Regions from separate parts of the Anas platyrhynchos genome. Here region 2 is linked to region 1. Evidence: chromatin contacts called from public Hi-C data. All regions are on one chromosome and are shown on one strand. Each heading gives the region's core, a stretch centred on a gene start, on an enhancer-like site or on the middle of the called end of the contact. The rest is flanking DNA. Distances are from core to core; before and after follow the strand shown. Region 1 holds the start of FOXL2 (forkhead box L2). Region 2 overlaps LOC106019814 (a long non-coding RNA gene).

What was found. Hi-C and Micro-C count contacts between places; a contact is called where the count stands out from the background.
Region 2: a Hi-C map of small yellow follicle shows a contact between it and region 1, with 2.6 times the contacts expected there. The contact joins the enhancer-like site here to the promoter of FOXL2 in region 1. A contact is called at or near these places in 2 of 8 Hi-C or Micro-C datasets (F5 follicle and small yellow follicle).

What each region holds. Positions count from the first base shown.
Region 1 is chr9:18,775,107-18,782,717 of IASCAAS_PekinDuck_T2T, forward strand. FOXL2 (forkhead box L2) reads right to left here and starts at 4,957. Exons shown (of 1, transcript XM_027463986.3): 1 at 2,465-4,957. The coding sequence starts at 4,514. The coding sequence ends at 3,591.
Region 2 is chr9:18,816,170-18,823,840 of IASCAAS_PekinDuck_T2T, forward strand. The region is part of intron 2 of LOC106019814 (a long non-coding RNA gene); the gene reads right to left. Among named protein-coding and RNA genes, the nearest start is that of FOXL2, 40 kb to the left of the region's middle. Within about 2 kb of position 5,817, at least 7 of the 8 cell types and tissues checked have an H3K27ac peak or open chromatin away from gene starts, as enhancers often do. A contact at or near this core is called in F5 follicle and small yellow follicle, where this site is marked.

The DNA.
Region 1 (7,611 bases), core at 3,707-6,206:
ACCTGGCGGCCGCCCCTTGGGCCCCCCGGCTCCGAGCCGCGGGGCTGCGGCCGCCGCTGGGGCTGCGGAGCGCCCCGGGGCCGGCCCCGGGCATCGCCCGTCGGGGCCCCGGGCGGCGGCCGGGCGGGGCGCACCGGGGCTGGCGGCGCTGCCCGCCCGTCCCCGCGGCCGTCACACACGCAGAGCGGAGATTTTTTTAAGTAACAAACGTACTTTTTATTTCTGAAACCAAAATATCGTTTTCGGCTTAACAATAGCCGGATCTCGCTGAATGAAGCCTTTGCATATTTTCCTGTTTTAATTGGTTGTATAATAAACAGTCCTGACCCCGCACTCTCTTTTCAATGAGTTCAGGGTGAAACGCGGACCATGGGACTGGAAATGACTTTTTCACGACTTAAAACACGGACAAGAATACCAGGAATCAGGCGGTATCAAACAGCCGCAGCGGCCGGGGCGGGAGGGGGCCGCAAGGTGAGAGCCGGCTGCGTCCCCCCCCCTCCCCCGCAGCTCGGCCCGGCCACGGCGACAGGGGCCGGGGCGCCCCGGGCCACCCCATTCCCGGGGGTCCTCCTCAGCTGCCCCGGCTGCAGGCAGAGGGCAGCCGTGCCGAGCCGTGCCGGGTTCTGCCGGGCCGTGCCCAGAGCGCTCCCGGCGCCCAGGGCTGTGCCACCCGCGGAGCACCGCCGGGGCTCGACGGCTGCGCCAAGGAGCGGCGGGGAAGGAGAAAGCGGCGGCCGCACAGCAGCGCCCCGGGCCCGGCACTGCCCCTGGGGCGGCCGGGGGGCGGTGGGAGCCTCGGGGAGGCTCCTTCCACGCCCGCTGCGTGCAGGGAGAAAACAGTCCCCGCTCCTCTGCTTTCATCTCTCGCCAGCGTTGCACAAATCCGGGGCCGCTCCGGCAGGGCCGGCGGCCCCGAAGGCCCCTGCCCCCGGCCCGTGGCTGCCGCCCGCCCGCGGCCTTCGTGTAACGGGGCCCGGGCCTCGCCCTGCGCGCAGAGCCGGCTCCTGCCGTCAGGCCGGCGCTCGGCCGCTTTCTTCCCGGGGCGAGGAGACGCCGTCGAGCCGCAGCCGTCCCCTCTCACCCCCCCGCGCCGAGCAAAGCCCCGGCGGCAAACCCGGCCCGGGCTCGTGGCCACGAGGCTGCTCGGCACCGGAGCCGGTTACGGCTCGGTTGGGGCCCGATCCCGCGCAGCACCGTGGCTGACCCAGGCCGGAGAGGTCCCGCCGGGAGCTGAACGGGAGCCGCGGACGCTCCGGGAGCTGCAGGACGAGCCGGGCCCCGCTCCACCGCCCAACGGCACCCGGCGAGAGCGGGCAGCCCGGCCCGGGGGCGGCGGGGCTCCCGTTCGGCTCCCGGCGGGGCTCCGGGGCTGCTTTCCCCCTCCCCGCTGCGGCGGCGCTGCCGAGGACGCGGCCCGGGTCCCGCCGCCCCCGGGGAGGCAAAGCTGGAGGCGGCGGAGCCGCGGCCGTGCCCAGGACACGGTGGCTGCTTAATAAACCACGCGGGTTTCCATCCAGCATTGCCCTTGTTTGTAACACACGGAGAACGACCGCAGAAACACCCCACGGGCGCGACGGCGGCACCGGCTGACCGCGGGCCGCGCTGGGGCCGGGGAGCTCGGGCGAACAGAGCAGGGCCCGGGCGGGACGAGCCGCCGCTGCCCGGCCCTCCCCCGGCACCCGGCAGAAAGCAGCCCGGGGCCTCCCTGGCCCGCTCCCCGCCGCTCCCCGCTCGGGAGCCCCGGGGCAAGGAGGCCGTGCCGCCCGGGGAGCCCGCCGCCCACCGCGGGTTGAAAGCGCGGCTCCCTGGCTCCTGCTACGGGCACAGCCGGCTGCCGGGCCACGCAGCGCCGGGCCGGGCTCTGTCCCTGCGGGGTCACCGCCTGGGCACGGCACCGCTCCCGGCGCCGTCCCTGGGCCCGGGACCGGCCGCACCTCGAAGCCCCCGGCGGCAGCGAGGCCGGGCGGCCCGGCGCTGCTCCTCCGGCCGTGCGGGACGCTGCGGCTCCGGAGCCCGGGCTGGGGCTGCCCCGGTCCTCCGAGCAGGGAGGCTGCAGGAGGCCCCGGGATGGAGGGCGAGCGCCGGGGGGGGGGGTCCCCGGGGTGGTGGCGACCCAGCGGCACCCCCGCATCCCCGCACCGGCCCGGCCCGGCGTCCGAGGGAGGGCCCGGGCCGGGAGAGCGCGGCGCGGCTCCGCGGCCCCGAGCAAGCGGGGCCGAAACGAAAGCGGAGCCCGGAGCCGCGCCGCGGCAGCGCCGGTGCCCCGGGCAGTGCCGTCCCGCCGCGCTCCGCCGCCTGGCAGCGGCCCCGGCCGGCTCCGACCGGCCCCGCTCCGCGCCCCGAGCCCGGCCCGCGCCTGCCGCGGCTCCGGGACGGCTCCGGGAGCGGCTCCGGGAGCGCGGAGCTCCGCCGCCTCCCGACCGAGCAGCAGCGCGGGGGAGCGGAGTGAAAGACAACGGTATCGAGAGAAAGAAAAGCGTTTTATTGGAGACTTTACAATGCTAGAAAGTACAATAAAAGTGCTAGTTCGCTCTAGAAAAGTTGGTCCCAAAATGGTACTATGCCACAGCATCTATCAGCTTACATAAACACTTATAAAATCGCTATGAACTGGCCCCTGTATTATAAACGCTATTTCTTTTCACATTAATCTATGTAAAATCGAAGGATCAAAACGTTTCAAGAAAAAGCATTCAAAAGCAGAACCTACCGAAAATCCATTTTGGGCCAGATTTGGGGTCGAAAAATACGAAGATAGTTTAAACTTTCATTATTAATAATAATATGCGCTTGGAAAAATATTCAAATTTCATAGGAAACCGTCTTTTTTTTTTTTTCTTTTTCTTTTTATAACATCAGAATATTTTTTTAGACCTGTATAAAATTACTTTTAAGACCTCAGAGGACATTGTCTCCTTTAAAAATACATCTACCGCTGCCGAAACGTTTCACGAGTGACCCTGGCGGGTTTTGTTTGTTGGCTTCTAACAACCAGCGACATCGCACTTCTCCTGCGGCTACGACAGTCCCCCCATCAGCACTATTTCGAAGAGAAGGCACAGCTCGGAAGAAGCGCAGTGTTTTTGCAGGCCGAGGAAGCAGAAAGAGAGGCCGAAGGGGAGGAGGAGGCCGAGCTCGGCGGCGCACGGCGGCGCCTAGGCCCCGGCCCCGGGACCGCCACAGCCCCGGGCGCTCCGAGCCCGAGAGCGCCGAGGCCGGCTTCGAACGGGGCAGAGAGTTGAGGGGTAGCCGGCCTGCTTGTCATCGCGCCCCCCCTCCCCAAAAGCACCGAGAAAACAAGCCCCAGGCCCCGAGGAACGAACGAACACACGGACGGACAGAGCGACAGACAGACAGACAGACAGACAGAGCGGGGAGCAGCCCGCCCGGGCTCCGCGCTTAGGCAGACGCGGAGCAGGGGGGGCTTTTCCCCAGCGCCACGCTTCGGGCACAGAGAGAGAGGAGAGGGAGGAAGAGGAGGAGGAGGAGGAGGCACACGACAGCGCACGGAACGCGGCGGGAGCGGAGCGGAGCAGGGCCGGGGCCGGGGCCGGGGCACTCTGCGGCGGCGGCCGGTCGGAGCCTCCCTAGATGTCTATGCGGGAGTGCAGGGCGCTGTGTTTGCTGTCGTGCTCCCAGTAGGAACAGTGCATCATGGACAGCTCGGCGGGCTGGCGGGCGCAGGCGAACTGCAGGCCGGCCCCGTTGGCGGCCGGGGCGGCGGGCGGCGCGGGGCTGGCGGGGCTGAGCTGCTGCGGGTGGTGGGCGTGCGGGTGGTGGTGGTGGTGGTGGCCCATGCCGTTGTAGGAGTTCACCATGCCGGGCAGCGCCATGCTCTGCACCCGCGAGTAGGGGCTGTAGGAGGCCGGGCCCGAGAGTCCTTTCACATTGACGGGGCTGACGTTCCCACCAGACATCTGGCAGGAGGCGTAGGGCATGGGCGCGGGGGGCTGCGCCAGCGGCCACGAGTTGTTCATGAAGGTGGACTGCAGGTACTTGGGCGGGGAGAGGTAGCCGTAGCTGTCGGGGCTGAAGAGGGTCTTGCCGGGCTGGAAGTGGGTCGGGGGCGGCCGGAAAGGCCGCTTCATCCTCCGCCGCCGGCGGTAGTTGCCCTTCTCGAACATGTCCTCGCAGGCGGGGTCCAGCGTCCAGTAGTTGCCCTTGCGCTCGCCGCCGCCCTCCCGGGGCACCTTGATGAAGCACTCGTTGAGGCTGAGGTTGTGGCGGATGCTGTTCTGCCAGCCCTTCTTGTTCTTCTCGTAGAAAGGGAACTTGCTGATGATGTACTGGTAGATCCCGGACAGCGTGAGCCTCTTCTCCGCGCTCTCCCGGATGGCCATGGCGATCAGGGCCACGTAGGAGTAGGGGGGCTTCTGCGACGGGTCCGGCTTCTCGGGGCCCTTGTCGGCGCCCAGCTCCTCCTTGCCCCGCTCCGGTTCCTTGCTGCCGCCGCTGTCATGAGCCAGCAGCGCCACCGCGTCCTCCTCGGCGTCCGGGTAGCTGCTCATCATGGTGCCCCGCGCCCGCCGCCCGGGGCGCGCAGCGCTGCGCGGTGCCGAGCGCTGCCGGTGCGCGCTGCGCCGAGCCCGCTGCTGGCGGCCGTCCCGTGCGGGGCTCGCCGGGACCGGGGCCGGAGCCGGGGCCGGAGCCGGGGCCGGGATGGAGATCGGGAGGCGCCTCTCGCGGCGCCGCTGCTCCGTGCAGCGCGGCGGCGGCGGCGTCCCTGCCCCCGCGGGCTCCGCTCCCCTCTGCCGCGGCGGCCGGGCTCTTTTCTGATTTGTATGGGCCCGGCCGAGTTCCGCTTTCGTCAGGAGCCCGCTCCCCTATCGCCGCCGAGCCGCTGGGCACGGCCGAGTTCACTCCGCAGTCACGGCGCCGCGCTCAGCCCCGCGCACACGCGGCCCGACGTGGCCCCGCCGAGCGCTGCGGAGCGGAGCGCGGCGGAACCGCCCCGGCCCGGCCCGGCCCGGCCCTGCCTCGCCGCCGGGGGGGCCGGGGGCCGCCGAGCGAGCCCCGCCGCCGCCGCCCGCCCTCTGCCTCCCGGGGAGCCCGGCGGGGCCCGCGGGGGGGCCGCCGCGGGGGGGCGGCGGGGAGACGCGGCGCTCGCCCCTGCCCCTGCCCCTGCCCCTGCCGCGGGGCTGTCAGGGGCCAGCCGCACACGCCGCCGCCTTTATGCGTGCCGGCAGCGGGCCCCGCCGCCCGAGCGCGCCCGGGGAGCCCAGGGCGGCCGCTAGCGCTGCCCGCCGCCGGGCCCCGCCGCCCGTGTCGCGGGGGCGCCGCCCGGAGCCGCAGCGCACGGCCAGCACCCGCCGCGCTGCCGCCTGTCCGCGCATCGCCCCCCGCTGCCCTCCTCTGCCCGCGGGCAGCGCCCCCCGAGCCGCAGAGAGGCAGCGCGAAGCGGGCCGGGCACGAGCGGTGTCCCCTAACCACAAGTGGGTAACGGGGCGGCTCTGCCCGCAGTGGCAAAGCGGGCGGGCGGGCCCGAGGGTGCTGGACAAAGGGGCCGAGGTTCCTGCTGCCCCCCCGACGGGCACGGCCGGCGGCCGGGCCGAGCCCCGCAGAGCCTTGGGGCCCCGCTCTGCCCTGCCCCGGGGTCCGCCCGCAGCCCGGCCCCGTCTCCCCGCTCGGCCGAGAACACCCCGGGGAGCCCCTGGCGCGGCCTCGGTGGCTGCGGCCGCCGGGTCCCGGCCCCCAGCCCCGCTTCTGGCTTTCAGGAGCGCGGACGGCAGCGCAGCGCTTTCCCCCGCCCCACCCGACTTAGCGTCCCGCATCGGTTTCTGTAACCGCAGCCAAGCCCGGAGGGACGGCGGCTCGCCAGCGCCGTGCCCGGTGCAGCCGGCGGCTCCCGACGGGGCGCGCAGGGGCTTTGTGCACCCCCCGGACCCGGGCCCCGCCGGGAGAGGCCGCTCGGGGCGAGGGCAGCCCACGGTGCCCGAGCCTATTTTACCGGAGCAGTGTGGGTGCCCTTCGCGGGCGCTGTTACAGTCTCGGTTAAAACACCTTTCCGCACCTTCGCCTGCGGCCGTGTAGGCTGATGGCTTGCCTCACGGCGGCCGAGAAACGTGGACCCAAAACAACGAACTCCGTGCGTGTGGCCGTGGCAGCGAGGCGCGCAGAGCCGGGACGGGCGCACGAAGCCCCCTCGGCAACCCCGGGCAGAGCCCGAGCGGCCGGGACGAGGCCGGGACGAGGCCGCCCTCCTCGGCTCTCTGCCCGGCTCCCGGCGGCGAGCCCCGCGCAGGGCAGCCGGGGCCAGCTGTGCCGAGCCGTGCCGGGCCGCGCCGTGCCGGGCCCGCCGAGCTCCCCAGGGCCGGGCCGAGCTCCCCGCTGCCGGCCACCCAGGCTGCTCTCGGCGGCCTCCTCGCAGGCATTTCCGCGGCGAGAGCCGGGGCAGGTGCAACAGCACGGCCGCGTGTGTCATCACCTCCTCCAAGCGGCTCCGACCTCCCTCCGCGCTCCCAAACCGGGCGCGCAGCTCCTCCGCAGGGCCCGCTCGCTCACACAGGACATTTGACATCCAAGGGGCTTTTTTTTCCCCCCTCTCTTTTATTTTTTTTTTTCCCTTTCGGCAGCCCCACGGAGGGACATGCCGGCAGAACGGGAGCTCGCCGCCAGGCGATGCCGTCGGGCCCCCCCGGGCCGCCCCGCTGCTCCCTGTCCCGGCTGGGGCCCCGCCGCAGCAGCGCCGCTGGAGCCCGGCCCGGAGTGGGTTTTGCTGCGGCTGAGCCGGGCGCTGGGGTCTCCCCGGCCCCCAGCAATGTGGCAGCGGGAGCACTGCAAGCAGCAGGAGGGGTGGGGGGCGGCGGGCACTGGCCCGGTGATGGGGTGGGAAGGTCCCCGCGGGCTGCCCGCCGGTAACGGTGCCGGTAACGGAGCCGGGCTAACGGAGTGCAAGAGGCGGCGGCGGAGCTGCCCTCGGGGCGCGGGGAGGACGAGGGGGGGCGAGCAGCGGAGCGGGGCCACGGCGCCGGCGCCCGGTGCCCGCCCCGCTGCGGCGAGGGGCAGAGTCCAGCGGGGGTCCCTACGGGGCAGCGGGAACAGGGCTCCCGCTGCCTTCCCACGGGGGCCGAGCGGCCCCTTCCCGGTGCAGCACGGCGGGGACGGCGGCGGACAGAGCGCGGCTCAGCCCCGGCCGCGCACCGCCGCTAAGACGGCCCCCGAGGGGGGCTGCGCGCCGGGGCCTCGCCCTCCTCCTCCGGCACGGAGCCGGGCCGGGCCCCCCTCCCCGATCGGCCCCTCCGCTGTGCCCCCGGAGCCGGTGCCGAGTCCGGAGCGAAGCACGGGAGGCGGCGGGGAGCGCGGCGAGAGCCCCGCGGCCCGGCCACCCCTGCCCTGCCCCAGCCCCGCGGCGGGCAGCACGGCGGGGGCAGCGGGCACGGCCCGGGGAGAGCCCGGCAGCCCCTCCCCGCCTTTCTACTCACCCGGTGCGGGCAGCGGAGCCGATCGCTACCTGGAAGGTTTGAGGTTGGTTGGGTCGGAAACGTGGCAGACTTTGTGTCCCGAACGGTTTCTTTCTTTTCTTTTCTATTTTTTTTTTTTTTTTTCCCTCCTGGAGAGCAAACGAGCCTCCGGCGGGGAACTCCCCCGAGCGGGTCCCGGGGCAGGGCC
Region 2 (7,671 bases), core at 4,567-7,066, 42 kb after region 1:
AGAAATATATGTCAACCTGAGGACATTTCAGGATATTAATCTGAAATCCACATTATTATATACTAAAAATGCCTTAAATCCTGCATGAATTAAGTGGTCCTGAACAACCTTCTAGACACTAATTCTGCATGAGTTATCATAACTGTACTTTATAGTAGTGTAATCCCTCCAGTACTCTATGTTGGTTAATTCATGAAAATTGAACAACACATAATACATAAGACTATCATGGACCAGTTTGGGCTGGCATACCACGTAGACAGACCTGCAGAAAATATTTCACATAGCATCTGCACTCACACTAACTAGTTTATTATTCTAATGGAGCCCCACAAGGAAGTACAATCAAGTTAATGTCACAATTTACAGCTTTCCACGATGCTCTAATATTTTTGTAATAGTTTAAAACCCAAATATGGGTATGTTAATGGAATACTTTCAGTCCTGCAGTTATTCTGTAAGATAGATCAAATTAAAAATTGGCATCCATAAAACCTTTTTTTCCACTGACAGGTCATGAAGCACTTGATGAAGTCTTGGTATCCCTGCTACATAAGAAATTTAATTTCCCACAGAAGCACGAAGAAATTTCAGTATAGTCCAGTGGGCAAAACATGTTTATCAGCTCTTGGGGAGCCTCCTTATGCATCTCTACAGGTTAAATTAAACCTGTGCTTAAAGTACCTCATCAATGAATTGCAATCTGTTATTTCCTTCATTTGGGGAGGTTATGTGATACTTTCTTTAATGTACATGAAGCTAATATAGTGCATTTGACGTAGACTACAGGCAGTTAGAAGAAATGAGAATATGGTACAGGCCTTCTGATCCTCAGCCTTATACCTGTTTATGACTCACTGACACTGAAGGAAAAAAAAGAACCATTGCGTTTCCCAGATAATTCTCGTTCCCCACTCAAGAAAGGAAACTGATCAGTCTGGCATTAGTGTGGACGAAACACTTCCATTACGGTAAAGTTTCTGGTAAAGTTTCTGGAGGGTTACTTCCCAAAGTATAAAATGAGTATAGAGCATCCCTTTTATAGTGGTTGTCTTGATCTGCAACTGCCAAAACGACTTTATTCTCAAGAGCCAGTACTTTTGAGAGTTGTTTTGTTGTTGTTGCTTTTTAAAATTTTACATAGCTGTTGGAGACAGAGGGAGGAGGAGAAAAAAGTTGCTCTCCCTTTAAGATTTAGTTTGAGTCCAGGTGGCTGGACTGAAGCATCTAGCACAGCTGTACTCCCAGAGCGAGAAAGATTTGGTATGTTCAAGAGTGACCTGAAATCTCTGGTTTCAGGCGAGTGCTGAGTTTTTATCTTACATCACTCTAGTGAGATGAAAGCAGCACGTTTATAATGCTCGTCTGTTTGTATGGAGGATTAACAATACGAAATACTTTCAGTTTGACTTTGTAGGAATAGTGAATATTGCACTTTTCAAAAGAAGGTGTCTACAGGGGAAAGTAGTGATAACAGAAGAAAGCAATACATCCGTGAAGGAATTTGAGCAGGCAGAGGCCTAGAGAGTTTAGCTTTAAACATGGGCACGCAACGCCAAGTCTCCACAGGGGCAAAAGTCTAATAGAGGCAGCACTGGAGACCAGAACCAGCCACCATCCTCCTCCACTCTTATTGACAAATACCAAGAACTGCCGGAGGCTCTCCTGATTCTCTCATTTCAGAGAATTTCCAAGATGAGAACTTATTTCAAGGTAATGACTCTATTAGAAGATACCCTGAATGACTTTCTGTATTATTATTATTTTTTTTGTAACCTCCATTTCCTGTACAGTATGCAATTACTAGGAGGGTGGAAACTTCTGAACTCCCTAGGAGAGTTTGCTGTGTCTCCCATTTCAGCTTAATAAAATATAATCTGAGTTGCAGCATCTGTAAGATGGACTTGTTCCACAACCAGCTGTTCTAAGTCAGGTTATTCAGAGGATGAGGAAGAAAATAGATTTGCAAGAGGGATGCTGAAGTGATCTGATAAGAGTAGCACTGTTAGATCTTTGGGGTTTTAGAATATTTCCCCTTGTCAAAGGAGTTGAATTGGAAAGAACTGCCACTATTATGCTGACCAAATTCTCACTGTTCATTACCACATTCTCTGTGTCCATTATCTTTCTTGGCTACCTCAGGACTTTCATGACAGCAAACCACTCTCTTCATTTGGAAAGCAGCTCTGTCAGAATTCAGGTGCTGTGCGGTGTTCCTCTGCCAAGGGTGCTGCCGTATACCAACCTGAACATGGCTCTGCTGGAATTCACCAAAGCAGGGCTGCACGCTGCCCTGGCCCCTCAGGAGCTGAGGACATGGTGGGCAGCCCACAGGCACACTGGAAGGCAGCAGAGATGTACAGAGTGGTGGTCAGAACAAAAGTCACAGCTGCTGTCTGTTAAAGGCATGAGGAAAATGTACACAAGTCAAAATTGTAACTGAAATTGAGAAGCATTGGGCATTAAGTTGTGCCTCGTTTTTGTCACTGTACCAACTGGCGATAAACTCTAGAAATGTCGATTTTTGCAAAATAGCCAAGTGCTTATAGTCCATGGGAAAAGGGCAGCTTTCTGGAGTAGACGTACTACTGGCCAGGGCAGTTAGGAAAGGTGGTTATGGGGAAGCAGAGGGGGACTGGTGCACTCTTACTTTTGTCTGCACAGAGCTCTCATTTAGCCCTGGATGAGAGGATTTGTTTAGTCAGGACCAAATTTATGAAAACAGCCAATTAACAGCCTCACTTAACTAGATCCATCAAATGAAAGAAAAGGGAAAATCAGGGACAAAGAAGTGGGGAAAACAGAAAAAGATTGAGCAAAGTGCTTGCCAGTCCTGGAGCTTTTCTATCTATTGCTAGTTAACTCCCCCTAATTATTTGCTGTTAATGGCATTAAGACAACCTATCTAGTCCTGTCTAGAGACCCTCCAAGATCAGTCTGTAGTGAAGAACTGAAGTTCAATCAGAAGGTTATTATTATTATTATTATTATTATAATTTTTATTAGCAAACTATGACTATCAGAGAGTTTAGTACAGGGTTGAAAAGACATTAAAAAAGTCAGCCACTAGATAACTTCCTTTTTGGCTAACAGCTCAAACTAAAGGGAAGCGAAACCTTTTTCATTCTGAAGGTAGAGGCAGGCATACTGTGCAATTTCTGTTAATTCTCTCACACACAAAAAATAATTTTTGATAAGAAAAAGAAAAGATAGGGAGCTTAATCCAGCATCACCAGCTGCCACAGGGGTGTGTCAGATCACATGAGATTTATGCAGGAGTTGCTCTAAACGTGCATCAGAAACATCTACTCTTTTCCACAGAGTAACCAAACGTTGCTTCAGCCCAATGTTCCTTCCGTTCAGTTGCGTTTTAATTGCTCCTTGGTAAACTGCACAGATTTACATTGCTTACAGTACATAAAAGAGAGGTTCACTAGCAAACAATCTATTTTCAGGAGGAAAAAATCCATGATGGGAGAGAATGGGGTTATGCATTTGTATATATGGAATGATATTAAAAACAGCTAGTAGGAAAAAAGTTTTTACTTCGTTGCTGACCATTCCACTGTACTGTCATCCTAGAATAATGCCTATATGAAAAATGTCTAATATTTGTATATTTTATTTATATATTTACTTACATTTTTTAGTCTTAGCAGCTCCCTGAATTTCACAGCTATAGATGCAACCTGCACATTAAATACGTTCCTACAACATGACACTGAGATCTATTTTCCTGTTATTTCAGAATGAGACAAGTGTAGTAGTCCAAAAGCAACACTGACACTAAGAAAATATCTCTCAACTGCACGGGGTAAAAGAAAGGTCTTCAGACACCACAGAAATGGCTGTAGATTACAAGACAGGGACTCCTTTCTTTATTTCCTGCTGTACACTTCCTGAAGGCATTTGCTGACAAGGAATTTGCAAATCTCATCTTGTTAACAACTGCAATGGTCCTTGGTATTACTCAGATATAATCATCTATGTACCTGCTTAGGAACTGCCAGTCTGCAGAGCTCAGAGTTTGTCTCCCTGTCTTTCCATCCGTGCTCAAATAACCAGGCCTGCCTGCAGTAACCTTCTCCCCAGTATCCTTGCAGATGTTGCCCGCCCCCTCCTCCCGAAGGTTGTCCTGGAGGGAACATGCAGTTCCAGGGTGACTCATACCCCACACACTATCCCTTACTCATTCAAATAGTTTCATTAAAGGCACTGGACCACAGTAGATGAGAAAACTCATTTCACTGCGAGCCTGAGAGCCTGTTTCAGTATGAACACGCGAGAGAAGAGAATAAAGATCGAGACAAAGCACCTGTGATCATCTCCATGGATAAAGGGCAGATAGGTGGGATCCTTCTGAGGAAGGAAGAACTTCTATGATCATGGCACCCCTTATTCAAGCATTTACGGAAGTGCTCAGTGATTTCTACACCATAGAACCAGTGCAAATACCTACAGCCCCTTCCCCAGCAATGTTGACACTTGTTTTCTTATCCAGAATCTCAATTCTTTAAGAAAAAAGTGAAACCTCCCCAATCCACTCCCTTCTCTGAGGAACCAGGTAAGTGCACAGAACACTGAACTCTCCCACTGACTGGTTGGGACCCTCAAGTGTGGGATTTATCACCAAAGCCCTATATTTTAACTCATCTTTAAATTATTTTTAAATCAGAGGCTTTGCTTGGCTTGCTTCAGTTACCTGAGAAGTGCTATATGGTCCTACTTCTTGGAGAAGAAACTGCAAAACCACAAAGTATAAAGGCCTTTAAGAGTGTAAAGTAAAAAACATTTGAGGAAATGCAAGCACTGAACTTCTCAGTGGTCAAAAGGTGGTAAAGAAAAATCACAGAACAGAGAGAAGTGACAAGAGCAAAGCAATAGGAAGAAGAGATCAACAGAGAATGGTGGCAAGCCTGGCCAAAGAAAGATTAAGGTGACTGCTGAAGAGCTATGCTGGGCAGAGACCAGCACCACCATGCTGGCAGGAGACATGCAGTGTCTCCAATGCAAAGGACAGCATCCCCAAAGCCAATAGGGATTTTCAGTGCTGGAACAGTGAAACAGTTCATTTAAAGCCAGCACATCAGGCACATTAATGTTTTGTTGTTGTTGTTCTTAATTCTTGGTAAAAGGAAATGAGTACGTTTTAATCAAATATTGAAAATACATTTGAATTTTCAGTTCATGAAAAAGGCGGCTCTCTGGAGTAGGGATCCTGTAGGAGTCCCACCAACTTAGTTAGGAAAGAGGTAGACAAGATGCCTAGCCTTATGAATAGGCAGTTCTTAAAATATGCAAGCCAGAAAAGTGCAGTTAATAGTTTTGCATGTTATCAGACAAGCCAGAAAGAAAGAAGAAGTAGTAATGGAAATGGTGATTTTACCAAGAATTTTGCTTTTGCCAACATTCAGAGCTCTGCAAGATCCACAGCCACTCCCAACAAGACAGACCTAAAAATAAACCTGCTATACAGTTGCTGATGAGGCAGGATCTTTCACCTCACCTTTGTATTTACAGCCAGAGCTGCAAAGCTTATGTTTTGTTGGCTTGTTCTTATTTAGACAGCCTGGTACAATGTTTGAAGTCATATGAAAACTAAGTAACATGACAATTGTTTTCTACACTTAGAAATGTTAATTTCTTGTAAAGCTTGTTCAATTAACTAAGAAAATCCAGAGGACATGCTGACTTTGTCTTGTTTCCCCTCCCCCAAATGCATTTTACAAAACTCCAGTAGAGTCTTAACCAAAACAATGTGCTGATATGAGAAGCTGTCTGCATTCCTCTTTTGCAATTCACCTTACACTCTGCAAGTTACTTGAAGATAAGCTCTTCTCGATGCCAAAAAACTCCAGCAAGAGGTGAAGGCTTCTTTGCAATGGGTAAAGTGCTGCACAATTTTGTCAAGTTATTCATTGCATTCTTGTTAGTGCATCCCCACCCTTAGTGTATTCCCTGCAGTCGCTCCTCTTCCAAGTGACCCCAGCAATAGTTAGGGGTGGGAATAGCCCATCTCAAGCTTGATTATTAGATAATCAACATTAGATGCTGATTTAACTTCTCTATTTTCACACTCATCCCTCCTTATGGAGAGGAACAGTCCTTTAATTAGGAACCTGCGACATGCCTGCTCCCTTTCCCCTGTCGCAGGCGATATTCAGGGGATTTAGCTCAGTTCTGGGAAAGTACCCTCATGTTCTGAGATCTTTTGAGTAGGAAAGGGAAGGGGAGTAGTAACACTTTTCTGCTTTTTCTATTTGTATTATATTCAGCTTTGTTCTAAAGGGAGGTAATCTCCAAAAACAGCAAACTAAAACCAATTTAAGAATAGTGGAAGAAAAATGATTTCTCCTAAATGCATTTATATGCATGCACACAACAGAACTGCAAAAGAAATACACATTGAAATTTGCGTTCCCAGACCAGCATAAGGAACAGCAAATGCCTATATGGAAGAGCTGACAATGCAGGGAATCAATGACTTCTGACACATTTCAATCCTCCCTTTTAACATACACGTTTTATGATTCTTTTCACAGAGGGTAGAGGTTCCCATCATCCCACTAATCTCATAGCCAGTGGTTCAGCAAAACAGAATTCAACTTCCAAAAAAGGGGTCAGCTAGAATCTCAGGACTTGTGATACTGAAATAGAAATCCATAAATTTCAGAAGAAAATCTGAAAAAAAACGTTTGGAGAATGAATTACATTTACTCCTAAAGCAACGCTGGTATTTCCAAAAGAAGGTCCCACAGAGCTTGTGTGAAGACAGAATAAATACAAAACAAAGAAAAAAATGTTGGTTCTAACAGATGATCCTATCAAACAACAAGCTCTTAACCAACTGATATTTGTATAAAGAGATGTAGATAGGAATTAACAAGGTTGCACATATAACTGAGGGACACAATTTCATCTGCTTTTTCTTTTCATCCCACCCCCAAAACATTTAAGTCCTTTTGAAATTCTCAGCTCCAATGCTATTGTAAGCTTTTCAGGGGAAGGATGGCAATGTGTACACAGAATGCCCTGGACAGTAGGATCGTGGCCCCATTCTGGGGCTTACTACAGTAATATTAATAAATATCACCAGTGGAATTAACTGTTCATCTCTGTGTTCCTCTCACCTGAGAAACAGAGGTCTCATGCTTCACATGTAAAAAGGGCAATTAGCAGAGAAACAATTTTAAGGGAGAATATAAAGATGAGGTGAAAATATCAGGAGATGAGTACATAGAAATGAAATGATATGGAGAACAGCCTTGTGGAATGCAAGTCCTTCAGGTGCTGATATATAATCGGGTACAGTTCCACTGTTTCTACCTTTTTTCCAATGAATGCCATGGTGTGCCATGCAGACAACTCTTTCAAATGAGCCATCTGATTCTGAATTATGACCTGGTGCAGTTATTTCTGTTATCCGAGAAAGATTGAAGCAATTAGCTAATAAGTTGTGCAAATTTTAAAACATGGAAATAAGAAAAATATCTTAAAACTAAATGTAGTGAAATGCTAACTCTCTAAGTCTATAGCCATATTTCTTCTAGCCTCTTCAGACAAACTAATGGACAAAATCTAAACCAGGGAGAGGCTGCAAGCAGTCCTGTCACCTGAACACAGCCACTTCCGCAGTAGAATCTAGAAGCTAAGACAAAGGAATATATTTTT